3 separate regions of the Zea mays genome follow, and regions 1 and 3 are each linked to region 2. Evidence: chromatin contacts called from public Hi-C data. All regions are on one chromosome and are shown on one strand. Each heading gives the region's core, a stretch centred on a gene start, on an enhancer-like site or on the middle of the called end of the contact. The rest is flanking DNA. Distances are from core to core; before and after follow the strand shown.

Evidence for each region. A called contact is a pair of places that touch in the nucleus more often than the background predicts.
Region 1: a contact with region 2 is called in a Hi-C map of leaf, with 5 times the contacts expected there. The contact joins the promoter of LOC100193468 here to the promoter of LOC100272738 in region 2. A contact is called at or near these places in 4 of 25 Hi-C or Micro-C datasets (bundle sheath, ear, leaf and 1 more).
Region 3: a contact with region 2 is called in a Hi-C map of leaf, with 4 times the contacts expected there. The contact joins the promoter of LOC103648019 here to the promoter of LOC100272738 in region 2. A contact is called at or near these places in 12 of 25 Hi-C or Micro-C datasets (bundle sheath, ear, endosperm and 4 more).

Annotation. Positions count from the first base shown.
Region 1 is chr2:229,262,135-229,266,909 of Zm-B73-REFERENCE-NAM-5.0, reverse strand. It overlaps LOC100193468, which reads left to right and starts at 2,347. Exons shown (of 8, transcript NM_001138584.1): 1 at 2,347-2,714; 2 at 4,031-4,101. The coding sequence starts at 2,439.
Region 2 is chr2:229,399,512-229,403,906 of Zm-B73-REFERENCE-NAM-5.0, reverse strand. LOC100272738 (seryl-tRNA synthetase) reads left to right here and starts at 1,341. Exons shown (of 10, transcript NM_001147191.1): 1 at 1,341-1,554; 2 at 1,661-1,731; 3 at 1,832-1,999; 4 at 3,357-3,462; 5 at 3,853-4,046. The coding sequence starts at 1,422.
Region 3 is chr2:229,534,045-229,538,938 of Zm-B73-REFERENCE-NAM-5.0, reverse strand. LOC103648019 (serine carboxypeptidase-like 45) reads right to left here and starts at 3,256. Exons shown (of 10, transcript XM_008672520.3): 1 at 2,722-3,256; 2 at 2,471-2,572; 3 at 2,197-2,292; 4 at 1,730-1,822; 5 at 1,522-1,604; 6 at 1,135-1,416; 7 at 920-1,047; 8 at 726-818; 9 at 507-624; 10 at 1-416. The coding sequence starts at 3,010. The coding sequence ends at 261.

The DNA of each region.
Region 1 (4,775 bases), core at 1,098-3,597, 140 kb after region 2:
TGAGGGTACGAGTGATAGTCAAATCGGCTACCATAGGGTCTCCGATATCACTGTCCCCCAGGGATCATGCTAACTCCGAGCTTATCTCGAAACGCCCTCACTATCTCCTCCCTTACTATGTAAATGGCGGCCGATGGTAGTCCACCGGCCCTCTAGTCCAACATAGGTGTGGGTGTTTGGATATTATGTTGTCTCCCTGCCCACTAGCTTGGATTTTGTGGGACATTAATGCTTGCTCTATGCGGCTCGTATGGCTGGTTGTCCCTTTTCGACCTTCTAGAGGGGACCGAAAAGTACTCACCCCCACATGTCTGGGATGTGATATTATGGTGTTGGGGCACTGCAGGGTGCAGCGGGAGGTTTGGCTGACAAATGTGTAGTCGGGTAATAATAATTATCATTAGGTTCTATGTACTTTGCGCGGACCGTCCAGTCAAATACGTGGATCGTCTAGCTGCGTGCGCATACTGTCCGACCGCATGGTCGGATCGTCCAGTAATGTATTCGGACTGTCCGGCGCTATGCGCGGACGATCAGAATTGTTCATTTAGGGTCTAGGTGGGACATGGCGGCTTAGGGCGCATCTCATTAATTTGGTTCTAAAAATGGGGCAGACCACCATTAGCCTGGACGGTCCGCACTCACATGCGGACGGTCCGGTCATGCACAGATCGATGGGTTTACTCTCGATTTGCATAGGAGACTGTAGTTGTCCAGGATATGTGTCTATCAGCATCCCATAACGGGGTTGTGATTGGTCATGTCAATTTGTAGCTGATGAATCGTGTGTGTTTTCCCCGGTTTCAACCTCGTGCGAAGGAAAATTTACGGCAACAGATTTATCAAATGCGCATGCTAGCCTCTTATAATCGTTTTGCGTACCCCCTATGATCTATTGCATTTGGTCTCGCTGCTCATCTATGTAAGCTCTAAGAGATTGAATTTCATTTGTCTCGCTTACCTTGGGGGTAGCTGTAGCAGGTCGGAGTGATTCATGTCCACTTTAAAGTTGCCCGCTGCCGGACGACCTTGTGATTCATGTCCACTTTAAAGTTGGCCAGAAATTTCGCATGCACTTTCTTGATCAGCTGCTCCTTGTGTTCCTCGAACTCCTGCTGATCTTCAGCCGGTAGAGTTTCCATAGTCGGCTCGATGATGTTGTTGGGAGAGACGTCAGAACTATCTTTTGAACCAACCATTGAGGGTCGATCTGATAGCTCTTCACGTGATTTCCCCAGCGGAGTCACCAAAAAGTGTGTTGGCGCCAATCTGGACGTCATTCACTACAATGTGTACTGGTGGCGGTGCTCATGGGCGAGGGTCGGACGGTCCACAACCTAGCGCAGAGGCTAGAGTTTCTGCCGACGAGCCGGACGGTCCGCGCCTGATGGAAGGACGGTCCGTGCGTGCTCAGAGGCGACGAAGTTCACCAACAGTACCTGGATCTCGCTCCCGAAAGGGACCCGTCAGGGAGGAGAGATCCTAGGGTTTGTCTTGGGATCGGTAGGCCACCTAAGACGCCTCTAAACGACGTAGAGCAGGAGAGAGGTGAAGATTAGAGGGAGAATGTTATGTTATTGTATACTTCTAGGGCAAAATGTAAAGAACGGAAGATATATTGATTGTTTGATCGATTGTTGGTGATTGCAATCGGCCGTGCCCTGTATTATATATAGGGAGTGGTCTGGACCCATTCCTAGGCGTCTCCCAACAGTAACCGCTGGTTTAGAGGGATACACTCGCGCGAAAAAGAGATTAGTTACGCCTGATTCGATCTATTCGCGGACCATCTGCGCCTATGGGCGGACCGGACCATCCAGTCCTTAGGGCCGGACCGTTCGACCGTGACCGGTGCCACAAATGGTTCTCAACAAATACACTACCGGTTCCTAAACTTACAATGTTGTATCATCTCGGCCTAGGTTTCTAAACTTATGAAGTTGTATCATCTCGATTCCTAAACTCTCAACGTGCACATTCTAGTTGTCATACTTGTATGATTATATCATCTGGATCCATATACTTGTTTTTTGTGTCATCACAGGTCCAAATAATTTGGACCTTTGATAACATAAACAAACAAGTTTAGAGACTCAAATGACACAATCATACTATAAGAACTGAAATGTACATGTTAAATAAATATTCTGGGATCGAAATGATACAACTTTAAAAGTTTAAAAATCTAGATATTACAATTTCAAGGATCTAGATATATACTTCAAAAGTTTAGGAACCAAATACAACAATACAAGTTGAGGGGTAGTCTACTTTTTTTCGGCTTCAGAGGAAGCAATCGTCGGATAAGATTCCTCCTCTTGTCCTCATTTCTATTCCCAGTTTCCCACCCTCCAGACCCACAACACCAAACGCCACCTGTAAAATCCTCACGCCACATCTTCAGCCACAGGCGCGCGATATCCCCGCTCAAAAAAGCCATGTCAATGGCGGCAGCCGCCGCCCCCGCCGCGGCATCATCCACGCTGCTGCGGGCAAGCAACTTCTCTATTGCGCGCCCCGTCCCAAGCGGCGTTGTCTGCTGCATCCGCGCCGTCAGTGGGCGGAGAGCATCGGTAGTGCGCGTGGCAGCGGCTGGCGACAGGGCCGCGCCGGCCGGTGCCTTTCCGGCGGCGCTGTTGTTCGATTGCGATGGTGTGCTGGTGGACACTGAGAAGGATGGCCACCGCATCTCCTTCAACGAAACCTTCGCCGAGGTCCAATTCCTTCCATCCGTACTCCCGTTCATCTCCATTTTCTTGATGCAGCTGCTTCCACTATGTTAATCTTTTCTGCGGTACCTATGCTCCTAGTTATTTGAACCCGTGGCTCACGGACCATTCTTTGTTTTTTCAGACAAGTTTCTCCTGCAGCGCAGTTGACCACTAACGACTGACTCATACCATGCCTTTGGAATGCATCTGATGAAATTTTGAAATAATGGTACATTTGTTAGTAATATAGGACCTTGGTTCATCTTCTTTCAACAATGCAGGATTTCAGTTAATTAGTCTTACCTGGTACCGTTGGAAGCTGGCAACTGCATTAATGCTATGAAGCTAATTTTGTTGTAACTAAAAATAAGATGGTTTTTTATAGCAGAAAATGAGTCTTTTCCCTTAAATTTAGGTTGGAAACTCAAATCACTCCCAATCCTGAAGGGGATTTGAGTTTCCAAACTAGCCTATAACGAAAAGGTACAACTAGATATTTATTACAAGCATAAGATGAACTAGAGAAAAAAATAGAAAAGATTGATAGAACCCCTATAGCCTGTGTTCAGTTAACGAGAAGTATTTTTTTCCTTCTACCAAATGAGATGAGGCAAAGAGTAAAGCCATCTCTGTCTTTAAGTTTTGGCATTGTACACTTGCAGCAACCCGCAAAATTAAGCCTATATGTGGGTTCATGGGCTAGCCCACTTGCATCCCTTAATGAGAGATAGGCTTGGTTTATCGAGGACATTTTATAGAAAATACCCTTTGCCTAAGCGGGTAGTGCATTTAAAAAATGCATTACATGGAGGAATCCCTTGCCTTCATGTATTTTCTTCATGCACTTGCCTTGGGCCATATTAGATTATTTATAGTTGGTGTTTTTAATTTTAAAACCATCATTTCACACAAGTCATTGAGACAATACATAGAAGTTAGTTAAAACAGTGAATGGCATAAATAAGCGGCAATTATTCGCACTTCGATGGGCCTGCTTGGATGGATGTATCCTGCATCAAAACTTAAACATGGACATGATCAAAATGCTTATTGACTAATAATGTGGATCAAAAGGCTTATATTGACTAATAATGTGGATCAAAAGGCTTATATTGACTAATAATGTGCTTTAGTGAGAAGGCTTAGTATGTACTAAATATTAATGGATAAAAGGACTAATGTACATTCTTGAGGATCATTGATTAAATATAAGAGATGTCACTACAAGAACTAAGACTAAGAGATGCCACTAAAAGAACTAAATCTACCGATTCTTGTTCTTTCAAAGTGTGTGTGATCAAGTTTGTTGATATTTACAGAGGGAATTAGGTGTCAGCTGGGATGTTGAACTGTATGGAGAATTGCTCAGGATAGGTGGTGGAAAGGAAAGGTCAGTCTCCTTACTCTTCTCATATTATGGTCATTTAGCTTCTTAGTGTCGTAAAAGGGCCTCTATCTGAGTTGGTTAGGTGGTCTGAGTAGCACTCCTCATGTCCTGAGTTCGAATCCCACTGGGAGCGAATTTTAGTCTGAGGTTAAAAAAGGTCACTCGCTTGTTCCCCTGGTTGTGTGCACATGAGATGGACTGACCTATGGAGGGTGGATCCTCGTGTAGGGGCTGGGAGGGTTCAAAGCACGAGTAAAGATCTGGCCTATAGGGGGTGGACCCTCATAGCGAATTTTAGTCTGAGGTTAAAAAAGGTCACTCGCTTGTTCCCCTGGTTGTGTGCACACGAGATGGACTGACCTATGGAGGGTGGATCCTCGTGTAGGGGCTGGGAGGGTTCAAAGCACGAGTAAAGATCTGGCCTATAGGGGGTGGACCCTCATGCTGCACGAGGGCCAAGCTTTTGTGACCTTTCTCGGTTGAGGCTCCGATTGAGCTTCTTCTTAATATAATACCGTGGGGACGGTCTTTCACCTACCGACCGAGTTTTAATTACCTTAGTGTTCACGAGAATCATTTACAGTAAATGTGATACTAAGAAATTAAGGACATAGCACTTCACTTTGGTTATTAGCATCAATGTTTACAAGTCGGGCGACCAGCTGGTCGAGCTAGAG
Region 2 (4,395 bases), core at 92-2,591:
TGTTATATTATGAACAGTACATACTCTTACAAGGATCCGTAGTTTTTGAAGCTTGGGGACGTATTTGGAAATCTTGGACACCAAACAAATGCAAATTCTTTATTTGGCTAGTGATATACAAGAGGTGCTCGACAGCAGATCGGTAGCCCGACGTAACCTACCAACCCTGCTGCATGTCCCCTGTGTGATTAACAAGAGGACACAATTGAACACTTGCTAACAAGTTGTGTTTATGTCAGGCGGTTTTGGTTCCTTCTTCTCCACTTCAATTTGCAAGAGCTACCACCTACAAATGAGGATGAATCCTTTGCTAGCTGGCAGCAGAGGAGGAGCCAAAGAGTCGGCGTTGAAATTCAGAAAGGTTTCAATTCCGTTGTCTCTGGACCTCGTAGAACTTTCGTGGCACTTATGTTTTGATGGGGTTTCTCCTGACTTGGAAAGGGCTATGCTCTGAGCAAAGAAAGAGACACTTTTCTAGAGCTTGGTTGGGGCTAGAGTTATTGCTTTCCTAACAACCTTGCGAGAGGATTGACAATAGACTAGGTTGCATTGGTAGTTTGTCGTAGTGTGCGAGTTGTCCCTAGCTTGTTTGCCCTTTTTTTAAAGAGATGGCGTGTGAGAGGTTGAGGTGGTTGTAATTGGTTTCTTTTCCTTTTTTTTCTTCTTAATGCAAAGATACATAACTCTCTTGCGTGACTGAGAAAAACACATAATTTTTAATATAGTGTAAAAACACTTTAAATTTGAAAATTAATTGTGAGAAATTATTGTGTACAAAATAACTATAATTCAGGGCTAGGAATAAAATATTCAAACTACATATGTTCCTATGAGAAAAGAAACAAAGCTATGAGATTATTGTTCAAGCTCTCTTTCTTCTATGAGAAAGCATGCATCCTTCTGTTTTGTTATAGCACTACCTCTCGGTTTGGAAATTAAAGAAAACATGTTAGAACAGCTAACTAAATCTTAAAATTTGAAGTACACGGTATCAAATGGGAGCTTAAAAGTCAAGGATTCAAGAGCATACTTGGCAAATGCCATACTTTCATTTAATAAATGGTATTCCAGAGTGTAGTCTTTGTGCGTATTCATCGTATCGTATTCAGAGTCGAAGAACTGCCTCAAGAAAAATTCTTCATATCTGTATGGGTGAAGGAAGGAATCACAAGAAAAAACTAGTTGTATTGAAACCGTAAATAAACCATGTTAGGAAACAGGCCCTCAGCTCAGCTTCTTTGTACTAGTCGGCCCAAATAGCATGCCAAGGGGCAAGCGCCCAAGCTCACCCGCGACGTCAAGCCTGCCCTAACCTCGTGTTTCCCTTGCTCGGCTTCACCCCATCGCCGCCGTCGCAACGTGCCCGCCTGTTTCCCTTGCTCGACTTCACCCCATCGCCGCCGCCGCCGTCGCAAGCGACGATGCTCGACATCAACTTGTTCCGCACCGACAAGGGCGGCAACCCGGAGCTTATTCGTGAGTCCCAGCGCAGCCGGTTCGCCTCCGTCGAGCTCGTCGACGAGGTCATCGCCCTCGACAAGGCATGGCGCGAAAGTAAGTGTCCACTCCCCTCATTACCCTGGCCCCCGCCCCCCTCCCTCAAACGTCTTCCAGATCCCGGTCGGTCTCTGACTCTCAGTGGTTCGCGTCGCTGCTGCAGGGCAGTTCGAGCTGGACAAGATCCGGCAGGAGCTCAACGCTACCAGCAAGAAGATTGGCAAGCTCAAAGCCGTACGTTCTGTCTCGAATTGCGATGCACTCATCATCCCTTTTCCTTCTCGGGGTTCTGGGTTTTGTGTGAGTATGTGTTCGGTGGCGTGTTTCTTTGCAGAGCAAGCAAGAAGAGGAAGCGAAGAAGCTCATGGAGAGCACAGACGAAATTAAGAAAAGGTTGGCAGCCAAAGAAGTTGAGGTGCAGGAGGCCAAGAGCACCCTCGACGCCAAGCTCACGACGATTGGGAACATCGTGCATGAGTCCGTGCCAGTCAGCGAAGACGAGGTGATCTGGAAATTTAGTTGGTGCTTGTTCTGGCTATTTCCTTTCCACTGAAGTAACTGTTAGATTGTAATGTGGCAGCCTAACTATTAGCTCCACTGTCAACTCCTGCACTGATTCTCACCCTCACCCAATGTTTCCTGATTGGTTGATCGTTTCTAATTGCCATAGGGCTGATCAGCCGTCGATTAATCTGATCGCTTTCTGATCAGTCGATCAGACCTCCAAATCGTCCGGACACATGGAAACCAATCAGGCTTTTGTATATATATTACTACAGACATTAGCGTAGGTAAAGCATAGTCAAATAACTTGTGGAAGTTAATCTACATATAACAACACATCAAATAACTTGTTGAGTATGCTAGCAGAGTGCCAGAGTATCATGTATCATCGTTACTTGCCTGCACAATGGGACGCCCCCATCTTATTGTCATGAAGAGAAGGCTTCCACATCAGGTCAAGCTAGCTAAGGTTATCTGACTTCTAATTTTGATAATCCTTAAAGAATTATAAATTTATGACAAGAACACCAAAACCGAACAGCACAGAGATAGTCGACTAGCGCATGATTAATTTCTCTTGCTATTCAACTAGTAAATCCTTCCATAGTATCACCTTATCAGCATTCAGCAAATCTGCAGCCTAAAGTCTAAACCGAAATGATGAACGGGGACTGGTAAACCTCATCAGCAGGGCGCCGTGGAGGTACATGGCTACCTGCTGCAGGGCCTCGCCGCGCTGGGGATGGAGGGGGGGGGGGGGCGCTGAATCCCGTCGCCAGTGGTGTGCCGCTGTTGCCCGTGTGCTGCTGCAGTGTTAGGGTTCCTCAATCTTCAGTCTCCGAAGTCAGCGAGCAGCAGAGCACCGAGCCAGAGCGGCGGCTGCGTGTGGAATTAGCGCTTGTACCTGTGTGTGTTTTCCCCCGTTCGGTTTACCAGTGGGCTGGGGTGGACTGGGCCAAAACGATTGATAAAAAATTGAAGTGGGCCGAAACTGAAAATCCACAAACAAAGCAGACTTATCGTCCACGACCTAATCGGTCGCTTAATTGCGATTAACTGATGATTATTCGGACGATCAGGTTTCTGATCACTCTGATTGCGTTGTTATCCCTGATCGTCTATGTAGTTACGATCAGTCGATTAACCGTCGATTAATCGCGTTTAATTGGACGATCTGAAAACATTGCCTCACCCGTTGATTGTTGGAATTCCTATTGTACTTTAGGGTTCTATGTGAAGATACAGAAAAATATTGCATTCCTATTCTGGCCCAGTCTTGAAATTGCAAGTGGTCCCTCTGATTTTGACCTAATTATTATAAATTTGAGCTGAAGTGATTATACTACTACTTGTAGGCAAACAATAAAATTGTACGGACATTTGGAGAGAAGAGAGTAGAGGAAAATTTGAAGAATCACGTGGACCTTTGCAGGATGCTTGACATTGTCGCATTGGAGAAGGGTATATGCTCTCAACTTTTCTCTATTTACATGTGCTTTTTTACCGCCGTGATTGCTTGTTTAAGCATGCTTCAAAGTTATTACAAACCAATTGCCTATTTCTCTTCTCTTTCTGATTGTTTTCTGGAGTAACTTGCTAGTTTTCTTCGTTGCTGGCATTCTGGTATGTCTGCATGTGATTGTATGCTGTCTCCGTTAACTTAACATCCCTTTCTTAGAGAATGCATGGTTCCACACATTTTATATATTCAACATGCTTCTAACAATTATCCTGCATCAACTAATTTGATGTGCTTGTGCTCTTTGTTTGCTTTTTTGCTGTAAGAACATTTGTGGAACAGGTTGTCAAGTTCGCCTCTCACAACCTTTTTCCTATTTACACTTTTTGCAGGTGCTGATGTGGCTGGTGGTAGGGGTTTCTATTTAAAGGATGAAGGTGTCCTCCTTAACCTGGCATTGATAAATTTTGGGCTAGCCTTTCTGAGAAAACGGGGATTTAAACCAATGCAAACTCCCTTTTTCATGAGAAAGGAAACTATGGCAAAATGTGCCCAGTTGGCCCAGTTTGATGAGGAGCTTTACAAAGTAAGTCTGATTAAATATTCCCTATGTGCATATATTGTTAGTTGTTACAGTACAACTACCTACATTCATAGTTTTGTGACTTAACGTAAATTATGCTTCCCTATTTTATTAGAGAAAGACATCACATTCTCTTCATGTATTGGTTTTACCATAATACGTTCCTGTATTGATTTTTTTTTTTGTTTTCAGCCCATCTGTTCCATTTTGATTGCTGTGGGTATGATAGTTTTTACTCGTAATAATAGTTTGATTATTTGGATGAATGTTTTAGTTTTGAGCTTTGGTTTTGAATATATTTTATGGACTATCTATATATCTGTTGAAAGGTTTCATCCACAAAATATGTCAG
Region 3 (4,894 bases), core at 2,007-4,506, 130 kb before region 2:
TGTTCTTGCAGCACTAGCAGAACATTTACAGACAAAAACGAACACACGCAGACGAGAGACGAATTCTTTCCACTTCTCTAGACAATTGCCGAGCCTTGGATGCTGAAGAAACAGCGAACACACCGGAACACCTTCTTACAGTTTACTAGAGTGCAAAACCCACCCCCTCGCACGCGCAGAAGAGCTGCTGCGTCCAGGAAACCAGTGACTTGCCTTCAGATCAAGAGCCGCACCAGAGCCAGCCAGCCAGCCATTGCTCATCACGAGAAGGTTTCGGGCAGAGGCTGGCCCTGCAGGAACGCTCGGAAGAGCACGAGCGACCGGCCGGGCTGCGAGAAGGGCGCCTCGTGGGAGGCGCCTCTGACGGTGGCGAAGGACAGCGCGCCGCCTCCGTACACCTGTGTCCATCCTCCAACCTGCGCAGGGAGAATGAGATGCCACAGTGAAGATGTTCAGTCTGCAGCTAGATGCACTGGCAAAGCCAAAGTTCTAAGGCGTTTCATCACCTGCTGCCCTTCGAACCAGACTCTGTAGGGGGTGGTGGTCTTGAGCCCCATGCCACGCGCCAAGCTCTGTACCAGGGTCCGGCTCCCCGTGAGAGGGATCACCGAGTCCTGGTCGCCGCTGCCAAAAAAAAAAAACAAGAAACAATGCTGAATGTTAGAACCTTTGCTGCACTTGCAAATCTCAAACAACCCTTTTCATAATTCATACGCATGCTATACCTGTAAACCAGCACTCGGATCCCGGATCTCACGAGCGATCCGACGACGTTGATGGTCGGGATCTGCAGGTTGAGCAGCTCGTACTGGAGAACGCTGCAGCAGAAGCGGGACGTTAGCCATGTCTCCTTCAGACGGAACCGAACCGGTCGCACTTGCAGGCTGTGCAGCTGTGTCGAGCCGAATGGATAGGATACCTGCTGCAGACCGCCCACTTGTCGACGCCGACGAGCCTCGCGTGCAGCGCCGCCTGCACGTCCCGCCGGTTGAGGTACCTCACCGTCTCGTCCTCCACGCACACGTCGACCCGCTGCCCGACCTGCTCCTGCGCGCATTCCATTTCCGCATCAGAGTCGATTCTTCTTCTTCTTGTTCGTCAGGGCAGACAGACGAGACGGCGTATAATACGTACGTGCGGCGAGAGGGTCTTGGACTGGGAGAGCACGGACGAGAGGAAGACGTCGAGCGTGACGTCGTACTTGTCGACGAAGCGGCTGGTCTCGCGCGTCACCCGGTTCATCACCCTGGCGCACAGCGGCGACAGCGCGCCGCCGTAGTACTCGGCGACGTAGCGGGAGTAGTTGCAGGCGGAGGTGAAGGCGCGGAACGTGGCGTCGGAGATGAGGCCGTGCGACCAGAAGTACTCGGCGCGGGAGTTGAAGTCCGTCGCGAACTCCAGCACCGGGTTGCCCAGCTGATTCGGTTCACGGACCGACGGCCGATGCCCATCGTCAGATCAGAGGCAAAGAACGAGCAGAGTTTCAGTGCAGAGACAGGTCCAGGGTTCAGGGTTGCTTACGGCGACGCCTTTGAGGTTGAAGATCCTCTCCTCCTTGTTGTTGAACTCCACCATGGCCTCGGCGAGCTGCGGGATGTAGTGCCCTGCATAGCATTCCCGAAACCGAAACAGAGGCAGCGTTAATTAATAGCATGTTTCTCGATCGAAACAACGACCATGCTAGCTGAATGATAGCTGTGTATATTGTATATACTCCCTGTCCTCCTACCTGCGTAGCTTTCTCCGGCGATGTACAGGTCCCTGCCCCTGTACTGTGGGAACTTTTGGAGCCACCTTTGCAGGAACACCATGTTGTCCATGGCTTCATTGGTCCAGACCAGACGTGCATGCAGTGCAGAGGTGGTGGAGAAAGTTAGAAGGGATCATCATCACTCCCAGTCACACGCACTGCTGCCGCTGCTACGTACTGCTACTGCTCAAACAAAAAGATAGAGAGCATGGCAGCATGCCCCTCTCCTCCCCTCCCCTCCTTGCGTGTCACTTTTCTTACACACACCACCACCACCATTTTTCTTCAGCGCAAAACAAACAAAAAAAATCGCTGTTTTTTTATGCTTCGCTCTTGCTGCAGCAAACAGCACTGCTAGGAGCAGACTGTAATGTAACTGATGAACAGTGATAAAAGCTAACTAGGCCGCAACGCAAGCATGTAGATTGAGCATTCCGAGCAAGTACCTGTCATCTTGTCATCCACGCCCTGGTAGTAGGCAGCGTCGGCAGAGTATGAGTAGCCAACGCCAGCCGGCGTCTCCAGGTATATCACATTGGCCTCTGCAGTTTCCATGTTTTTATTTTTCTTTTTCTTTTTTGAGCAAGCAAGAAACAGCACTAAAAACTCACACCAAAAACCACCAGCAAGAACAGAGACAGAGAATGCAGTGAAGGAATTGGAACGGGCAGCAAGCAAAGGGATGCACATTCACCGTACGATACGTACGTACGTACGTACCTTTGTTCCAGCTGTATTCGTTCTTCACCAGCACCTGCCCACTAGGCCGGAACGGCCCGTTCTCTGAGAAGGCCCCTACGCCCAGCGACGAGCACCCAGGCCCTACAGGACCAGAAGGAATCTCAGAAAGAGCAAAGATCGGACGGGTAGATGACAAAAAAAAAACTTGGATCGAGCAAGGATTTCCTCTTTCATCACCAAGAGAGAAAGAAAAAAAATGTCGAACAAGAGCTGCAAAGAAGAGAACTCACCGCCGTTGAGCCAGAGGACGAGAGGCTTGGAGGCAGGGTCGGGGGCATCGGCCTCCACGAAGTAGTAGAACAGGGCCCGCTTGCCGCCGCCGTCGCCGTCCACGCCGACGTAGCCGGAGTACTGGCCGAAGCTCACCTCCGGCTGCCCGGGGAGCCGCGTGATCCTGTCCGCGGCGGCCGCGGCGGCTGCGCAGGAAGCCGGACGGCAGAGCGCGGCCGCGACGAGCACTAGCGCCAGCGCCAGTGGCCTGGTAATGAAGGAGCTCGCTGGAGCTAATGGCGTGGCCATGCCGCCGATCGGCCGATGGACAGAGATAGTGTGTGTGTGACTGGAGAGGGAGAGAGAGAGAGACAGGCGTGGAAGAGTTAAGTGTGCTCTTTTGCCTTGAGAGCACAAAAAAATAGTTTCAAAAGCTGAATGATTCAACGGGACGAGGAGGAGGTGGGGAGGGAGAGAGTGGGAGTGGCGGATGCAGGGAAGGGAGGGAGGGAGGGCCTGTGCTTGGCCTTGGAGCTGGAGAGGACGGAAAATATATATAGCAGTAGCAGGGGAAAAGGAGATGAAAGGTACGCTTTGTTAGGGCTGTTGGCGTGGTTTGTCAGTCCTCTCTAAACAAACATAGATGCAGTCACATGTGATCAGGATTAAGTTAAGGGTTGGAGCAACAGTTGCTTAACGCTTCCCATTTTTTTTTCTCTGAACGTCGATTGGGTTCAGGATTAAGATGATGCAGCAGCGGAGCAGCCCCATGTGCCTAGTTTGACGAACAAGGTAAGCATCGTAACCACAGTCAGATTAAAGCCACAGTAAGTCGCAGCGAACGGAGCTTTTTTTGCACCGGATGGACATTGACTTTCTCAAATTCCTTTTTCTTTTAGGCCTAGTTTGGATACTTTGGGATTAGAGTGTTTTGGTGGGATTGAAAAAGATGTAAATCCCTAATAGATCAAATATTCTCTCAATACATCTCAATTCACTCCAATCACATTTATTACTAGAGTACCTAAAGTAGGCCTTAATGTTCTGCCCACCAGTTTTAAATCACACCACTAGAGTACGTTTGGAGAAATATGCCTGACCTGAGCCGTGAACAAATTGTTTAGCAGGTCATCACATGACATGAAAGCGCGCGCGTCGAGAGGGACAAGATGGGCCCAAGGGGGGCAAAAGCCTTTGGTGCATTACAGAAAGTAGGCCTTTAGGGCTTCCACAGTTGCGCTTTCGTTTATCCGGCTGCTCGCCCTCTGCGCAGTAAGTAAGTGGTGGGGACTTCGTCCCCGCTTGTCAGCGTCATGATTCACACAGGCCAATGTGACCAATTGTTTCCTTCCATCGACTACTAGTTTCTCTGTGAGAAGAAAACTATTCAAGTGTTCCATCGACTAGTTGCATTCACAACCACAGGAACGGGAAATAAAAATCCCATATATTTTAAAGAGTGTGTGTTTTAGGCTTTTAGCTACATGCCACACTGAAGTTCGGCCAGAATTGTGGGTGGGGTTGAACCGTTGAAGTTGAAGCAACCGTGGGTGTGGGGCGCATTTCGTCCACGTCACGGCACGCCTTTCAACAGACATAACGGCAGCATAGTTGAAGTTATACAGTTGCTGTGTTCACGTGGCTGCTTAGAACCTAGGAAGTGGCCCTAGAAACAAACAGACGAAAAAAAAGAGAGTAAAAAGTAAACATAACGGCATCATAGTTGAAGTTATACAGGATGTAATAAGTACCGAAGATGAAAAATACAAACTGATGAAAATACAGTCTGTGTTAATTTTACTTGAACAAACCTTTCTAGAGCACTGAAGAAGAAGGAAAAAAAAACTCTGAAAGTTAATAATCATGGAATTTCATCTGTACGGTACAGAAGAATGTAGCGCGTACAACGACACATGCATCCGGCTAGTAAGTATAACCCAGAGGGCAGGCAGGAGGCAAAAGGCACACGGACAGGAAGGGGCAGGAGTGAGTGCAGAGGCAAAAGGCCGTGGTGGTCTGGAGTGGCATGTGACCCTGCGCTAATTACGGTTTGCAAATGGACGCGAGCGCCTGTTTTTTCCGTGGAGCGACATCCGGCTTCTGTCTGTCTGGTACCACGCCTTTGGTTTCTTGCCCAGGGGTCTTGTCCGTCGAGCATCTATCTATCTATCTCTCTGACTCTGTGTTGCGACG